3 separate regions of the Mus musculus genome follow, and regions 2 and 3 are each linked to region 1. A link is a contact called in public ChIA-PET and HiChIP or PLAC-seq data. All regions are on one chromosome and are shown on one strand. Each heading gives the region's core, a stretch centred on a gene start, on an enhancer-like site or on the middle of the called end of the contact. The rest is flanking DNA. Distances are from core to core; before and after follow the strand shown. Region 1 overlaps Tmem154 (transmembrane protein 154). Region 2 holds the start of Tigd4 (tigger transposable element derived 4). Region 3 overlaps Gm40079 (a long non-coding RNA gene).

Region 1 (3,751 bases), core at 477-2,976:
GCATGCTTTTAATCCCATGCACCACCAAGACAAGCCTGGCTCAAAAACTGGCAGATCTCTGAGTTCAAGGCCAGCCTGGTTTACAAAGCGAATTCCAGGACCCAGGATGGCAAGAACTACACAGAGAAACCCTGACTTAAGAAAAAAAAAATAGTTAGAAAACCGGAAGCAAGAAAACCAAGGTGGGACTCAGACTCAGCACAAGAACCAGAGGTGCTAAAGTGGTGGTGGATGGAGCTAGCAGAAGGCAGCTCAGGGACTTTCCCCCAAAGCTCCCACACACACCCCGCCACTGAGTTAAAGCAGCTTTTAACCCAATGGAAGTCGGGGAGCCCCTAAACCGCCGCTCAGCCTCAGGCAACCCCATGGGCTCTAGCACTTGCCTTTGCTTTGTGAAGAACGGCAATAACTGGTGCCATGTCACACAGCACTAGAGTCTAGCACCTAGCACCCTGGCCATAAAACAGATCTCCAGAAAATGAGCGCTACCTAGGTTAAGTAAGCTCCACGGGGCTTTCAGGTTTTCTTCTTTTGCCTCAGACACCCTACATATCCACTCCTTCCCCGACTCCATGTTCATAACGAAGGAACCCTGGAAGAGCCCTTCCCATTTTAGAACTTGTTCCCTAAAAGTGCTCCGGAAGGCAGGTGAGTGGGTAAGTGCCGTGCCTTCTCAGCCTGGGGCACAGACACCAGGGCGGCATACCTGATGTCAACTTTGTTCGTCTACCTATCTTCTTTCCTGGTGTGCTTCTTGGTTGTCCCTCGGGAGTTCCGCCCACCTGCTATAACTTCCTCATTTATTCTCATATTTCGGGGCTAACAATTTGGATATTATTCAGGACATGAGTGGTGGGGATGGGGATAAAATTGGCAGAGCTGAGGGTGGGGTGAGGATACAGTGGGTGTGGAAAGAAGAGGTGTCAGCAAGCAAAAGGCAGAAGAAACCCTGAAGGCAGTGTGTGAAATGCAGGTAGGCCTTGCCTGCCACCGGTCAGCAGGGCTCCAACAGGAGTGTTCTGATGGCTGGCCTGGTCATGGTTATATCAAGTGACCCCATCCCAAACTTCCCAGAGCTCCTTCATTTCATCATTTCTCCTTCTGGTCCTTAAAGAATGACTCAATGTCACCTTTTAACATCACAATGTCACTGTCAGAAACTTGAAGGTAGGCTACATCTCATCATCTGACTGTTCGGCCCTGAGTCAGCAGATACTAAAGAAGGCTCACTTACAAATGCTTGTTGACGGTATTTATGCAAACACATCTGGGACTCACAGGGTGCACATCTGGTGAGGACCCCGGAGAAAATCTTTGTGAGTCGGGGAAGAAATGAGATGAGGTCTGATAGCTCCAGTATCTGAGCCTCACGCATGCCTGTGTCATCGTCCTGAGGACAGCCACTGAGTGGAAATGAGTTTGCTTCTTGGTGAAGCAAGCCAGCTAACTTCTCTCTTTTTTTTTTTTTGAAAGTGGAACAAATGTGTAATCGAGATCTCTAGGTTTTGTGGTTGCTGCTGTGCTGTTAAGCTAGTGCTAGAGTGAGGATAAAGAGCATGTGGTTGGATGGTGCTGGGGACCTTTTGCTTGCTAAGCATGTGCTCTACCACTCAGTACACCCTGACCCTTCTTGGTTTTGAAATGGGGAGTACCCCCACTTCCCTGCTAAGGACCCACAAACTAAAGCAACAATAGAAGAGGGCTTCCTAATTCAGGATATCGTGCCCTGTGCTGGGCCTGTTCTTGCCTTTGTTGATTTTGCCGAGTGTGTGCCCCAATGACTTAGGTACTTATAACTCAGACAGTGAAATGGAACAAGGCACACCTGGTGTCCTGTGCTCTCTCTCCTGTTCTGTGGACTAACCGACCACATGTGTGACTTTGAGGATACTCAAGAAACTAAACCCAAGAGTTCTACCTAAGTATCACCCCTGACATCTGCATGGAGCAAAGAGTGAGGAGCCCAAAGTCTGTTAGAAAAAGATTAAAATAATAGCTAAATAAATAAATAGGAAACCAAGTGGGTATAGGGATATAGCTCAGGTGATAAAGGCTTGTCCGGCGTGAAGCCCTGGGTGTAACTTCAGCTCTGGGGAAAACTAAGCATGCCTGCAGTCCAAGCTCTTTGGAGGTAGAGGCAAGAAGATCACAAGTTCGAAGTCATCCTTGACTACTACGCGAGCTCCTGTCTCAAACAATAAAGTTCAGAAGCCAAGGTCATCTTTGCCTTAGCTGCACATTCCCACTGCCTGAGCACCTTGCATGCCTGATACTCAGGTCTCACTCACATGGTATCTATATCAGAGGCTGGGATGAAGGCTGGGAGAATTACCTGCAGGGGAATGCAGGGTGCAGTCAAGGTTGAGACCAACCTCTAAACTCTCTGCTTCTAGCCCTTCCTTGGGCTAACAACTCAACTCACTCTTGTTCTGCTGTTCGTTCTGTAAACTTGACAAGACTCAAACTCAAGGCCCTGGAAACCTAGGACCCAACTCTCTCAGCTGAACTTGATGCTTAAGGTTATCATTGAAAGCTGAGTTTCTGGATGATGCTGGGCAGATATATCATGACAGGAGCACTCCCCTTCCTGAATAAGTCTGAGAGATGGGAACCTGAGTCTCCCCGAAAAGGTCTGCTGATGGCATGGCATGGTGGTTTAAGCCTCCAGTCTTTGGAACTATCCAGGAAGCTTCATAAAGCATAGACTGCCAGGTTCTTCTCCCAGAGTCCTGACATAGTGGGTTTGAGTTAAAGCTCAAGACAGTTCACTGGTCTGAGAGTTGTTGCCTAAATAATTTCATTTTGTGATTAATAATGATCAGTTGTCCCAACAGCTATTTTCCCGCAGTTTCACCAGTTACTTGATGCTGTGTAGGGATGTATCCTGGGTAACAGGATGTATGTCTAGAAGCAGTCCTAGGACCTTCCTCATGCTACACACACACACACACACACACACACACACACACACACACACAGAGTCCTCTGGTGAGTGATAGCCCTAGTCCTAATAATATTTCCTTAAAGTCTTCCTAGATGACTCTGGTAAATAAGCTTGCTGGCCTAAGAATTACTGAATTAAACCATGAGTGAGTGGACAGTGTCTTAATTTGCTGTGACTCACAATGACAGACTTATTAATTTAAGTGTGATTGGGAGCCACATGCCAAAAGGAACCTTGGGAGCAATCTGAATAGGTACATACACCATTAATCAGTTATTTTTTCTAGTGATCACTTTTTCAAAATTAATTGTTTTGCATTTGTGGTACCTGATTATAGGGTGGCCAGGAACAAAACTGGAACAAATGACCGTGGCAGACATACTGGGTACCAGCCTGGGTGTGGAGGATGACTGTGTGTGACACATGAGAACACTCTTGCCAAGTAGAAGGATGGAACATTGGGACAGCTTTGCCCATGGCCTTCGGGCAGTGTCCAAAAATGCCCCTGGTCCTTTCCCTGGCTCACCTGACCAAAAAGCAGCACAAACTTATTACTATTCTTGCTGAGCAGTGGTGGCACAGACCTTTAATCCCAGCACTTGGGAGACAGGAGGAACAAGGATCTCTGAGTTTGATGCCTGCCTGGTCTACAGAGTGTGTTCTAGGACATCCAGGGCTACACAGAGGTGGAATAATGCCATTCTAGCCTGTATCACGTGTCCAGTTTTAAAATATACTCATACTACATAGGACAGAATACAAAATTCTTACCTGGACAAGGGAGCAAATGTCAGCAATCCTAGCACT
Region 2 (3,518 bases), core at 937-3,436, 85 kb after region 1:
GAGAACAAACGAATTCATTAGCATAGAGGTGGCATGCATATGACTTTACAAAAATAAATACGCTTTTTTTAAGACTACAAAGATAAAATATTCTAGAACATGATCTGAACTTAAAAACAAAGATAATGAAAACCTGCAATTTCATGCGCGTGAGTCAGCCAGCTGGCGTTCTTTCACACACATGCTAAGTTTCTTTCAAGTATAAAGCCTCTGAAACACATTTTTTATTCTCCCCAAACCTGCTAAACGGAATTTTGCAGTTTTACTTAGTCATTCTTTACTAGGGAGCCCCCGCTATGCAGATCAAAGGCTCTGCAGTTAAGCCACCGATTATTATCAAGCTTTCTCTTTTCTTGTTTAAGCGATACTTTCTGTTTACATTCCTTGGGTAATAAGATACCCGAGGAAAAGTTACTGCTCTGCAGCCGAACAATACGTGACTACTTAGGTGACAAAGCGTTAATAAAGTTTTCAAGGTCTGCTAAAGAACCGTGAAGTTCATCATTCAGGTCGTGACTTCTAAGAAACCTTTTCAGAGTGCCTACAGCTGAGAGCGCGTCCTTCTTGGATGGTGACGGCAGATCCACTTCTAGCGCCCCGCTGTCCTCCTCCTCTTCATCGGAAGTATAAAGACCAGTTTCGTCTTGCTTACTTTCTCCGGCCCACTCGGCATCATCTTTCTGGGTGGCTTCACAAGTCTCCAGGTCCTCATCCAGGGCAGCGTATTCCTCTATGGACAAGCCTTCAAGAAACTCCACTCCTGCCCCCACTGCATGGGCAGTCAGGTCAAGAGCAACAGCAGCATCTGCATTGGCTGTGTCATTTTCTCCCTTTGGAGACCTGAATCCTGCTTCTTCATAGCTTTTAACAATAGTCTCTGGAGTTACAGCTCTCCAGCAGAGATGCAATGTATCAACTGCATCTAGAAGAGAAAATGTAAACTCTTTGCTACTTTCGACTGAACTTAAAAATTTCTTGATAAGACAATGCCGATATTTGATTTTAAGGCTTTTAATAACACCTTGATTCATAGCTGCAAACCCGGAAGACAAGCATGACGGGAAGAATGCCAACTCAATGGACTTTAGGTTTTTCACTTCCGGATGTGCGGGGCAAGAGTCAACAAAAATCACCACTCTTCGTTTCTGGGCTTGGAATTTCTCATCCAGCTTCTGCATCCACTGCTCGAATATGGCTGCGGTCATCCACGCCGTTCTGTTAGCTTCATAGTACACAGGCAATGATTTTATGCCCTTGAAACAACGCGGGGCTCGGTTTTTCCCGATGATCAGCAAAGGGAGCTTCTCAGAGCCATCCATATTTGTTCCGAGTGCCAGCGTTATCCTGTCTTTGCACAACTTTCCAACTGAGCATGTTTCCCCTTTGAATGCAAAAGTATTTGTAGGTAACATTCGATAAAGCAACCCAGTCTCTTTTACATTGAAAACATTTTTAGGATGATAATCATTTAAGTAATAAGGTAGCACATTTTGGTACCACACAGTGGAAGGGTCTATAGATATACCCGTGGCTTCTACGGGTTGTGCTCTGAATACTAAGCCATACCTGGACTTAAAACGATCCAGCCAACCATTGCTGCACTTAAAATCATTGTGTCCCAGCTTCTGGGCAAAATCATTAGCTTTTAGACGCAACATCGGGCCATTAACTGGAACGTTTAGACACTGAGCAATCCGATACCACCTCATCAATGCTTCTTCTAGATCCGTATAAAACGCTGTTCTCAGTCTTTTTCTCTTCGGATCAAATCTCAAAGACTCAAAGGCTTCTAGAACTTTGTCTTTGTTTTTCATAATGGAAGACAATGAATTTTTCTTTATGCCATATTCAGCTGCAATCTCTGCCTTTTTCTTGCCACTTTCCACTGCATTTATGATGTCAATCTTCTCCTCGATGGACAGGCTCTTCTTTTTCTTCACGGTTACGGGCTGAGTCCCGATATCCACAGAGGCTTCTGCCATCTCAGATGCGGCTTGTGCAGACCTTGGCTCTGAGCTCCTGGTGTAAGTTTCCGTAATCAAATTTGGTTTTCAGTAGGATACAGAGCAGGGCTTTCTACCTATCATTTCCTGTATTAAAGTTGGTAAGTACCAACAGTCTCATTCTCTAGGAAAACAACCACTAGATACATCTTTTCCAAAAGTCTGAAGAAAAATTCTATATGCGGTTAGAAGAGGCACCACCTTCTTAGGATCTTGTGTGGCTCAATTTATAGTTCTTCAGAGTTCCAGAAGTCAGGCTAAAATAGGAATGTCATTATGTCAAACCTGCCCAGTCCTGCTGGGGTATTTTTGGAGCTGCAATCCTTTAAGACGATTCATTTTATCCATGCATGTCTTGTACTAAATTCTCCACAGCAGGTTCAGAGATAAGAAACATTAAAAAATGTTCATGGAAAGATATCCCAGCTTAAGTTCTAGTTTCTTCAAGGGTACAGAATGAAAAAAAAAATGGCACACTCCTTCTACTTCTTGAAAATGCCAGGGGAAAAGGCAGAAGTTTAGCAATGTGGAAACTGGATACTGCCATGCTCAGAGCGACAATGAAAAGGAAGGGAAGAAGTTTCTGGAAATGTAGTAACCAAAGCTTCCAGACGGATGCTTGCTTCCCGAATGGCCTCGCCATTAAAAGCTCTGCTCTGTGGCTTGCATCCCCCGCTTGTGCTTTGCAATACATACTTCTAAAGTACATTGGACAAATTTAATCTGCTTTGAAAATTGTTTGTGCATGCCAAAACTAAAGAACTAAAAATGATCCTGGATAGATTCTTGGTGGCTATTTTCTACATGAGGTCACAGACTGTACCCTCTGGCTCTACAAGAAAAAAAATAACTACAGACTGCAGTCATGAGCTCAATTTTTAATAGCACATGGGAGACGGTCTTCTTCATAGGAGTCTGCTAGAAATACTTCATTGAAATACTCAATTCAGGTGATGACTATATTCCATTAAAACGTCTAAACCCTATGCTCCCTCAAAGCTAAATAAAATCCAATAATTTTTACATCAGTTTAGTATAGTCTATGAATATAAACAGGTCAGTGTTGAGAACATGCTTCATAATAAACACGTTGTTAAGGAATATAATGTAGAAAATTATCTAGACTAAAATAAGAGAGTAGAGTGATCATGTTTCTTACCCTTTCAGGCCCTCTATGTTGGTTTGTCTATGTGTGGAAAAGTGACTTGCCATAGTATGGATCTTGAGAAGTGACCACTGTTAGAACTTAAGTGGTCCTGGGTCTTAACCATTAAAGCCTCGGCCGCTTTACCTGTAAAAGGGGAGAAACCACAGGACTGACTTCATACTGCTGCTGTGTACTTAGTAAGGCTCAGTGAATTTCCTAAGAGGCACTCAGAATAGCTTCTCTCTCTCTCTCTCTCTCTCTCTCTCTCTCTCTCTCTCTCTCTCTCTCTCTCTCCCTCCCTCCCTCTCTTTCTCCCTCCCTCTCTCCCTCTCTCCCTCCTCCTCTCTGTCTCACACACACATCTTTGC
Region 3 (3,899 bases), core at 4-2,503, 92 kb before region 1:
AAATGCCTGAGGTAATCAACATTTTTTTTCTTGTTGTTTTGCTTTGTTTTGTTTTGAGACAGAGTCTCATTATGTAGCTCTGGCTGTCCTGGAACTCGCTCTGTAGACCAGACTGGCTTCAAACTCACAAGAGATCTGCCTGCTTCTGCCTCCTTAATGCTGGGATGAAGGCATGAGCCATCAATGCCTAGCAAGGCAATCAACTTTTAAAAAGAAAAGTTTACTTGGTTCACGGTTTTAAAAAAAATTCAGTCAGTGGTCACATGACTGTGTTGCTTTGGGCCTCTGGTGGCATGGGACCAAGAATAAGAATAAGGCCAATGGTTGAGTAGACTGTTCACCTCCTTCAACCAGGATGCTGACAGAAGGAGGGGAGGAGGAAGAGGAGGAAGAGGAGGAGGAGGAGGAGGAGGAGGAAGACCTAACTTGCTCTAAGCAAGTCCCCACCACCCAGTAGCACGATATAGAGATGTTTGGTCTGTGTAACCCTGGCTGTCCTGGAACTCACTTTGTAGACTAGGCTGGCCTCGAACTCAGAAATCTTCCTGCCTCTGCCTCCCAAGTGCTAGGATTAAAGGCATGCACCACCACTGCCCGGCTTAAGAGTGCCCGGCACTCTTAAGAAGGAATCAGGCCCACATTCCCATTAAGAATTCTGCCACTTAAAAAAGGAGGGAAGAGCCAGTCAGAAATTCCATCTGAAAGTGTAATCACAAACTCTCTGTTTAACAAAAATTCAAGAAGTAGGGGTTCTGTAGTCGTTTGTATGAGACAGGGTCTCACTCTCTAGCCCAGGCTGTCCTAGAGCTCACTGTATAAATCAGTGTAGCCTTGAACTCACAGAAATCCTCCTGCCTCTGCTCCTTCGGACAGGATTAATGAGAACAGCCACATCTGGCAAACAAAGAAATGTCTTACATTGTTCATTCTTCTTTCGTTCATTCCTTCCTTCTTTCCCCCTCTCTTTTTCTCCCCTCCCTCTGTCTTGATCTCTTTACTTTTAGTCTTGCAGTCTTGCTATGCAGCGCAGGCACGTTAGGAATTCATGATCCTCCCACCTTAGTTTACCAAATGCTGGATGACAGTCCTGCTCTCTTGATTCATGAATTAGTAATAGGAGCACAGGGCAGTGTGACCTTTTAATCCCAATAGTCTGGAGGCAGAGGCAGGCAGATCGCTGCGAGTTCCAGGCTGCCCAGTGCTACAAGGTGAAACCCTGTCTTAAGAGAATAAAAAATATATGTGGAAGGCAGGGTGAGGAGAGGGGAGATGAAAGGGAAAACAAAACAACCCCACCCCAAACCCAAACTTAACAGATGTGAAAACGAAACAACCAGAAACCACTGGCTTCAGAAAAAATATATAAAAACTAAGATGAAAGAAACATCTTGCCGAGTGGGAAAATAAAAGCAAAAAATATTTCTGGTATGTGTAAACCAGTCTTGCTCACAGAGATGCGCAAGCACACGAGAAGCAGCTGACATGGAAGCACAATGGTTTCAGCTCCAGGCAGCTACCAGGTACTAAGCCCCATTGCTTGAAAGCCAGAGTCCAGCAAAGAAAATACAAATGTAACCCTTGGCTTACCCCAACCACCATGTGCCTCTGTTACCAGCTTCATCAATCTGCTGGTACAGCCCTGAAGAAGGCATCCCAGGAGACTCTGCCAGTACCATATCAGACTGATACACCGGCTGGCAACTCTTATAGGTCAAAGAGGACAAACACCAGCTATCCCAGCTGATTCACACCCTCTTCATCACAGGAGTAAGGATGTATAACCTCTTGATGGTTCTACCATGACCATCACAGTCTTGGGAGCAAACGTTCAGAGAATGAGCTATCAGGATCAGAAGTGAAGTACTATCTTCAACTTAGATTGACCCCTAAACTTCAGCTGGGCTTGTGCTCTGCTTTTTGGCCCAGTGCTTTTGATAACATATTAAGGAGGGAGTTTTGACACCAGAAGGACCAAGTTAAAAGGGAGGAGACAGAAATGCTCCTGGGGGAATGTCCATATGTTCTGGACTTCAGAGGGCTTTGTAGTACATGTACCCATAACCAAAGCAGACCACTCCACCCCTTCTGTGGCAATAGATACTTTCTATTCTATTTGCTTTTTTTATCTCATTAATAAATGCTGGTAGATACTCAGCATACATTTTATGACCCACACATGAATGTAGTGTAGTTTGAAAGTGACCACTCTCTTGGGAGGACGCCTGCTGCTTAAATCTTTAAAATACAAATGGAAGCTTATTAAACTGGCCCTCTGGAGAAGGGTGTGCCTGTGTTCCTGGATGTGCGATGACCTTGTCCCCTGGGCCTGCTCTTGTCCTTTGTCTTAACATTCCGAACTTGGCTGACAGTGGTTCAGCTTTCCCACACTGTGGGCTCTGCCTCGCTCACCACGGGCTCTAACTTCCCCCGCTTGGAGCAGGACAGCTGTCTTTGGCCTTTGGCTTTGCTGTCCTCAGACTGTGGTCTTTAGCTCCACCCAGCCCTTCCTGGCCAGAGATTCCTGTAAATTGTGGGTATGGTCATGGCATGAAACGGTGACTTCAGACACTCATTAGTTTGCCATTTTAGTAATTCCAAGTTTTCATACATCCATGAAAATGCAAGATACAAGCAGCATGCTCACATACCAGAGAGTCTCGGCCCCAGTGCCCTAACTAGCCATTATGTCAGTGATAAAGAGGAAGAAATGACACAATTACACTTCCCAAGTGTAAAATTTTTTAGTGTCCATCTTATTCCTCAAGATGTATTTAGGTCAGAATTTCTTCTTTTACTCATACTTTCTATTTAACTGGTGGCTATTCAATTCGTCACAGCCTCCCTCAAGTTAACCCGAGATCAATAAGAGCTCAGGCCTCTTCACCAAGTGGCTTCTGAGAATAATTTCCTGAATGAATAAAAGTAAGTGAGTTGTTTTTGTTTTGGTTTCGTTTTATGAAAAGATCATACTGGCCTTTTATTTTAAGGCTTGTCCCTTTGCCTTTGTAAGATTCTCAGAAGAATAGATAGAAGAAATCTTTTTTGTTTTAAGGGTCTCATTTAGTCAAGGCTGTTCCTTGAACTTGTTGCGTGGCAGAAAATGACCTTAAATTTTTGGTCCTTCTGCTTGCACCTCCCAGATGCTGGGGTTACAGGCATGCATTGCTATGTGTGTCTTAAGAAACAAGGTCTTAGCCAGGTGTGGTGGCGCACACCTTTAATCCCAGCACTCAGGAGGCAGAGGCAGGCAGATTTCTGAGTTCGAGGCCAGCCTGGTCTACAAAGTGAGTTCCAGGACAGCCAGGGCTATACAGAGAAACCCTATCTCAAAAAAACAAAACAAAACAAGGAAGGAAGGAAGGAAGGAAGGAAGGAAGGAAGGAAGGAAGGAAGAAAGGAAGAAAGAAAGGTTTTCACAAAACAAGGAAGGAAGGAAGGAAGGAAGGAAGAAAGGAAGAAAGAAAGGTTTTCACACCTGCACAGGGGTGACAGGCATGTGCTACCAGACCTGGCTGTCAGCTCTCTTTAACACTTCTGTACTTTTTTCTCCCACCAAGGCTTTGAACTTCCCTTCATTCTTTAAAAGCTAGAACACTAAATCTTGTTCTCCTTGTCTTTGTAAAATTCTCAGAATACAGAGAAATATTTTTATGTTTGTAGGACCACACAGAAATTTGTTATGGTTGATATTACTTACTGGGCTACAGCAACCATGTCGCCATGGTTGCCACCTCTCCACAGTAAATCCACGAGGTGGGAACTCTCATGATCCTCCACTTTCTAGGAGAGGAAATTGAGGACTGAGGTGAGGAAAGGTCTTTTAATGCTGCACCCTGCCCCCTTTAATGCAATTGTGTGTTTTGCCTGAATGCACATCTGTGCACTGCATGTTGGTGCCA

What was found. ChIA-PET counts read pairs in DNA pulled down with a chosen protein or histone mark. HiChIP or PLAC-seq counts read pairs in DNA pulled down with a chosen protein or histone mark.
Region 2: a BATF HiChIP or PLAC-seq map of CD8 T cells shows a contact between it and region 1, with 8 read pairs. The contact joins the promoter of Tigd4 here to the enhancer-like site in region 1. A contact is called at or near these places in 3 of 39 promoter capture datasets (macrophages, neutrophils and trophoblast stem cells), 1 of 15 datasets of contacts at CTCF or cohesin (CD8 T cells), 4 of 484 Hi-C or Micro-C datasets (CD4 T cells, the G1E-ER4 cell line, the N1E-115 cell line and 1 more), 6 of 115 datasets of contacts at active chromatin or transcription factors (CD8 T cells, bone marrow-derived macrophages, effector CD8 T cells and 3 more) and 4 of 9 other capture datasets (adipose tissue, embryonic stem cells, liver and 1 more).
Region 3: an RNA polymerase II ChIA-PET map of effector CD8 T cells shows a contact between it and region 1, with 84 read pairs. The contact joins two enhancer-like sites. A contact is called at or near these places in 3 of 115 datasets of contacts at active chromatin or transcription factors (CD8 T cells, effector CD8 T cells and memory CD8 T cells) and 1 of 9 other capture datasets (adipose tissue).

What each region holds. Positions count from the first base shown.
Region 1 is chr3:84,676,801-84,680,551 of GRCm38.p6, reverse strand. All of the region lies in intron 1 of Tmem154 (transmembrane protein 154), which reads right to left. Among named protein-coding and RNA genes, the nearest start is that of Tmem154, 12 kb to the right of the region's middle. Within about 2 kb of position 1,726, at least 92 of the 459 cell types and tissues checked have an H3K27ac peak or open chromatin away from gene starts, as enhancers often do. A contact at or near this core is called in CD8 T cells, the G1E-ER4 cell line, adipose tissue and 3 more, where this site is marked.
Region 2 is chr3:84,592,242-84,595,759 of GRCm38.p6, reverse strand. Tigd4 (tigger transposable element derived 4) reads right to left here and starts at 2,186. Exons shown (of 1, transcript NM_207278.2): 1 at 1-2,186. The coding sequence starts at 1,982. The coding sequence ends at 441.
Region 3 is chr3:84,768,150-84,772,048 of GRCm38.p6, reverse strand. The region is part of intron 2 of Gm40079 (a long non-coding RNA gene); the gene reads right to left. Among named protein-coding and RNA genes, the nearest start is that of Gm40079, 25 kb to the right of the region's middle. Within about 2 kb of position 1,253, at least 34 of the 459 cell types and tissues checked have an H3K27ac peak or open chromatin away from gene starts, as enhancers often do. A contact at or near this core is called in CD8 T cells, effector CD8 T cells and memory CD8 T cells, where this site is marked.